2 separate regions of the Ovis aries genome follow, and region 1 is linked to region 2. The links are chromatin contacts, called in public Hi-C maps. All regions are on one chromosome and are shown on one strand. Each heading gives the region's core, a stretch centred on a gene start, on an enhancer-like site or on the middle of the called end of the contact. The rest is flanking DNA. Distances are from core to core; before and after follow the strand shown.

Region 1 (2,962 bases), core at 87-2,586, 150 kb after region 2:
TAAAGATTATAATAGAAACTAAAATGATTATTATCATGTAAATTCCCACCTTAGTCAAAAGGCAAAAATCCCCAGATGATAAGGATGTCAGTAGAGCAGTTATCCATGTCTGTAACAGAGCATTTGACAACATTCCTAATATCTTTCTTAATCTATTAGACTCTCCTAGATTATACATATTGTTAAAAACCATGAGTCAGCTAGCTTAGACTGAGGGAACCTCTAACTTTCTTATACCATCATTTTCTCTAAGACTTAAAAAATATCTTAAATTTGGTGTTTTCTCCATTTTTTCCTAAAATTCTCAACCCAGCCCCAATATTCCCAATTTCCCACACTTTTCTCACTAATCATAATAGTCAATTAGAAAGTCAGCTTGGGCCTTTTTCTGAACAGTTTCCTGGTTTTGTCCTTACGGGAATAAAGAACAGTAAGTTACTTGGAAAACCCGAGAAAATACGTTGAATAAGAGCTTTATTTTGAGCAAGTGAAGGAAATCTATTAAAGTTTCCCCAAAAGGAGTTTGTTTTTTAAACAGACAACAACCAAAAAAAGCAAAACTATCCTTAGAAATTATTCAGATGATGCCAAAATTCCAAAGGGTTTATTTCTTAAATCTAGCTCATATTTTAGTTTCTGGGTATAACTCATACCTGACACATAAAACCGAGGTTCAGCCCCACTTCCTCAGCTGAAACCCTTTTCCTTAAGGAAAATAACTTCATGTTTTTGTTGGCAATTTTTTTACGTGCAAAATACTCAGGGGTGGGTAATCTCTCAAGTTTGTCCTTAGACTTTCATTATAAATATTTAAAGCTTGGAAAGGTCACCAATGGTTTGCATTTTCCCAATCGGTTTTTGGAAATAAATACCCCAGCTCCTGTGGTAGGCTGAGAAAAGTTGAGTAATTTATGGGTTGATGTAAACCACTGAAGAACTCCCAGAATAAGGTTTGTAGCACACACGGGGTTTCCTGGATGGCAACTTTACCGGAGGGAAAGAGGAAATCTTGCTGGAACCACCTGTTTGACTCCTGCTGACTCACTCTTAATCCCTAACCAGTAGAGACCTGAGCGTAGACATAGGCATTTCTGGGAGTAGGGGCTTCTAACGATGAGACGAAAGGGGTACCTGCCAGTGCCGGCGAGAGGGACCCGCAGGCCGGCGCCCCCAGCTCGCCGCCCGGCCTCCGCGCGCCGGGTTAGAGCGCACGGTCCGGACCGGCCACGTGCTCCTGACACTGACACGACAGTGACGGCGCCGCCGCTGGGCCGCGCGCCGGGAGCCCCAGGCAAGCGCGTGACTTGGTTTCCTTGTCATTTTCCGCGCGGCCCCACCCGCTGGGGCGGGGCCTGGGCTCCCGGCCAGGTGGGCTGTCCGCACCCGGGCGAACCCTCACTCCCGCAGCTCACGTGGCCGGCAGCCACCCGCCTGCCCGGCTTACTTTCATATTTAGCCAGGCCCTACCCACAATGCTTTCGTTAAAAAATGAAATGCAAAAGAGGTTAGTGGTTAACATAATCCTTACAAATACTTCTTTTAGAAAGAGGGATTTTTGTTTTTCCACATCATATTTAGTGGAGAAGTTGTTCACATCTTATTTCTCATGGTTGCGACATGGGCCATGAAAAGTCTCCTTACTTAAAAAAGTGTCTGGAAAGGAACTATAAATACTCAGAAACCTATCCATGCCCACAGTTGGTCCGAAAGCTGTGGGTTATCATATTTGTCTCCCCCACAACCCCACAACCATGTTTGACTGACTGTGTTTTGCCTTCATCAAGAAGCAGTAATTGGCAGTTTACACAGATTAACTAAAATGGAAATTTTAAGAAATTTTTAGTTTATTATCTAAAAAATAGGCTGGCCTGCCCAAGACTCACAGACATAGAAAACAGACTTGTGATCGCCAAGGGTAATGGGGTGGGAAGGGAGGCGTTTGGAGTTTGGGATTAGCAGATGCAAGCTGTTATATATAGACTGGGTAAACAAGGTCCTACTATATAGCGCAGAGAACTATATTCAGTATCCTGCAATGAACCATAAGAAAAGAAAATGAAGAAAATAAAAGAGCCTGCTTGGTTACATTTTTTTTTTTTCTCGGTAAGGTTAACTTTACTGCAGCGCTTATAGATTTACTTTCAAAGTCCCTAGGGGAGAAAGCTAAATGCAATGAAAGCAACTCTGTTTTAAGTCGCTTTAAACTTATCAGAGAGTTTATCCATTTTTAGAAATCTTACATTGAAAACTTTTAATTCATGGTTAAACAGCAATGCATTTCTTATTTTAAATCAGGAAAAAGGAGGGGAAAGCCAATTAAAGAAGCTTCCTTTCAAAGCTACACTGGCATGATCTCATATGTCCGTATGTATATATAAATATACACGTGTCTGTAGGTGGATAGAAAAAACCTGGAAGAGACATACCACATTATTAACAGTGATTACATAACTGTTTTTGCGTGCATGCTCAGTCATGACAGCCCCATGGACTGTAGCCCGCCAGGCTCCTCTGCCCATGGGATTCTCCAGGCAAGAATACTGGTGTGGGGTTGCCATTTCCTCCTCTAGGGGATCTTCCCGACCCAAGGATCCCACCCGAGTCTCCTGCATTGGTAGGCGGATTCATTACCACTGAGCCACCTGTGAAGCCCTACCTAACTCTAGGGAGTAGGATTTCAGGTGAGGGCATTTAAAGAAACTTTCAGAACGAAAAAATGTATGCAAACAATGGTTGCCAAAAATTCAGTACATTTATAAGTGTCTGCAGCAGCAGCAGCAGCAGCAGTGAATGAGTAGAAAATGAACTTTGGATTATTTCACAACAAACATAAAGCACATACGTTCACAGACCCAGATGGAGACCCAATTTAAAACCACGTGGGAAAGGAGGTTTCTAAATCTGGCAAGACTTCCTGACTCCTCATGGATCCTTTCTGTCTGCCAGTTGTCAGCCATAGCTT
Region 2 (2,722 bases), core at 76-2,575:
TCTGTGGATTATCAGAGGGAAGAATGTAAACACACCTTAGAGTTTTATAAAATAATACACTTTATACTTAGCAGACGGCAGAGTTCAGGCTTGGTGGTAGGTGCTGTGGAAAGTCTCCAGGTTTCAGGGTGAGGTCCCAGCAGTGCCATGGGGCCCCTGCCCACAGCCCCCGGGGATGGTCCATCCGGGCTCAGATCCAGCTCTGTTGTTCACTAACCACTGACCGCATTGCTCACTCGCTTGTCCTGTCTGTGGCAGTTAGGAAGAAAGACTAATGATGGTGACCACCTTCTAGAGGTTTTGTGAATAAAGAATACTTAATGCTTGTAAAGGGCTTCTTACATGAAAGTACGCAGTGCTCAGCAGTGAGGATTGCAGTTTTTCTCAGGTATCCAGTCCTGTTTAATTTTTTTAAATTATGTAAAAATTATATGATTTTTCTTATGTCCAAACTCTGAATATTCTTTGTTGAAAAGTCTGACGCACAGACACAGGTACACACATATGCACGTGTGGACGTACGTGAGACTCGAAAGGGGCCACCTTGATGAAGATATCTTTTCAATAACGTAAGGTTTTCCCAATTGTTAATTCAAAGCCCATTTGGCCAGAAAGGCAGGGGTAGCCATCCATTTGGCTGGAAAACATGTTTTACTGCTAATAAATCTGATGTAGGCTGAAATTTTTACAGGTTTTAAGTTTGTAATGTGATTCGAATAATATTTATGTGTTACAAACATCAGAATGGGCTTAAGAATTTTCTGAAGGCATATTTTTCATAGTTAAATGGATTTGAGAATCACATGTGTTCCTGGGTAACTGGTGCCCAGGGAATTCCCCTCGTGGGGTCCCCCTCGCTTCACCCAAATGGGAACTGGCAGTCCTCTCCCTGTGAAGTGTGGCTGAAAGCCTGAACATACGTGCTGCTTTTAGACGAGCTGTGTCTTGTAACTGCCACGCCCCCAGGCCAGGGAACACTAGAGAACAAGGCTGGGGATCAGGGCTCCTCTCGGGGGACGAGGGCTTCAGGCCCACCCGCCATCACGGGAGATTCCAGCGGAGGATGAGAGCTGTCGGCCTTCAGAGGCTGGTGACTGAGGACAGGCGTGCCCAGCCACGCCGCCCGCGCCATCGGCATGCCTCACGGAGGCTCCCGGAGGACTTCAAAACCTTGTGCACCAAGGACTCTTCAGTGATGGGTTTAAACTGCTTTAGAGCTGAACAGATAATTGTTTTAATAGGCAAGTTTTTTTCACCGGCGAGTCACCCCATGTCTGGCCTCTGGACAGAAGGGAGAGAGTGGGCGGCTGGGTCAGCCAGCACATTCCATGCTGCTCTTAGGGAGACAGGCTAGAGCCCAACGTGTGTGCTCAGCCGCTGGCCGTGTGGTGACGGTTTGTAGGAGAATTGTCAGATACAGGAGGAGACTTGAGGGGAGCAGCCTGGAAGCAGAGCCCGCGCCTTCAGGTTCGTTTACAAAGACCGAAGCCCATGGCATGGCCGGCTGCGTTCTTAGTTTTATCTACCACAGCAACCAGATACGTGATGGTGGCTGGTGCTATAACTCAAAGGCCCCATGTATGCTGCAGAGAAAATTGAAGTTGTTTTCATTGATTCCGCAAGGATCTGTGGCCTGGCTCTGAGCCTGGGTTCCCATGTGAAGTGCCACACCTCTGTGCTGCCCTCGGGTCTCAGCTTTCCTTCTCAGACCTCCGTGCCCTTCTCCTCCTGCTCCGCTGACTGGATGGCGGGTCTGTTTTGAAACCTCACGTCTTCCCTCCTCCGTCCTTAGCTCAGCGGGGCAGCTGTGGGCTCGGTGCCCCTGCCCCCCCCTTCGCCCCCAGCAGCATTCGTCCCCTGAGATGGAGTCATTTCCTACTGAGTCTGGACCAGCCGTGGGTCTTCACACCACCATACACGTGCCGTGCTGGACCTGCCTGGTTCTTCTCTCTTCCTAGATGTATGCCTTCTTTTTCCCCTGTATATTACACACCTTCATCTTCCAATACCCTCAAATGCCATTCTTTCCCCAAAGCCTTTCTCGACCACTCCTTGGAACCAGCATCGTGTTGGACTGTTTACACGGCATTCACACTCCTTACATTTTGCTTGTCTGTGTAAATGTCTCCTGCGGAGCTGGCTTTATCCACCGTCGTGCCCTCAGCCCAGCTCCATGCCTCACACAGAACAGGGTCTCGGTGCACTTGGGTCTTTGTGATGCTCCTCTCTGTCTCCCGCAGGATTCAGGGGGCTTACAAAGTGCGAAACAGGCGGTAAGACAAATGAGACAGCAGCAAAGTAAGGGCTGCAGACACAAGCAAAGCTGAGTGCAGAATAGTGAGTGGCACTCAGAATGCATGCAGTGAGGTGGTGAAGTCTGGTCTCCTGACAGAGGTGGGTCACAAATCTGCCTCCAGTGTTTTCCATCAGTACAGAAAGCCTGCTGGAAAAGACAGTTGGCGGTACTGTGATGTACAGTCAGCTCCTTGATTCACACCGATCATAAGGAACAAGCCCTCAGCTCTGAGGAATGACTCTTATCGGCATTCAAAACTGATAATACCTTTCCTAATGGCCCATCTAAAGTGAACACCAGCCATGTGGAAAGTCATCCAAATACAACGTAAATACAAAGGAAAACTATATCAGGTCATTGGATGGCTAAAATTTCCCCTGACACCGAGGTTTCACAGCAGAATGGGGTTCAGGGAAGGAGTCAGGG

Evidence for each region. Hi-C and Micro-C count contacts between places; a contact is called where the count stands out from the background.
Region 1: a contact with region 2 is called in a Hi-C map of hypothalamus, with 3 times the contacts expected there. The contact joins two enhancer-like sites. A contact is called at or near these places in 2 of 16 Hi-C or Micro-C datasets (hypothalamus and tail adipose tissue).

The regions. Positions count from the first base shown.
Region 1 is chr4:113,282,450-113,285,411 of ARS-UI_Ramb_v3.0, forward strand. No RefSeq gene overlaps it. Among named protein-coding and RNA genes, the nearest start is that of EZH2, 67 kb to the left of the region's middle. Within about 2 kb of position 1,337, at least 33 of the 54 cell types and tissues checked have an H3K27ac peak or open chromatin away from gene starts, as enhancers often do. A contact at or near this core is called in hypothalamus, where this site is marked.
Region 2 is chr4:113,133,621-113,136,342 of ARS-UI_Ramb_v3.0, forward strand. The region is part of intron 9 of CUL1 (cullin 1); the gene reads left to right. Among named protein-coding and RNA genes, the nearest start is that of CUL1, 69 kb to the left of the region's middle. Within about 2 kb of position 1,326, at least 4 of the 54 cell types and tissues checked have an H3K27ac peak or open chromatin away from gene starts, as enhancers often do. A contact at or near this core is called in hypothalamus, where this site is marked.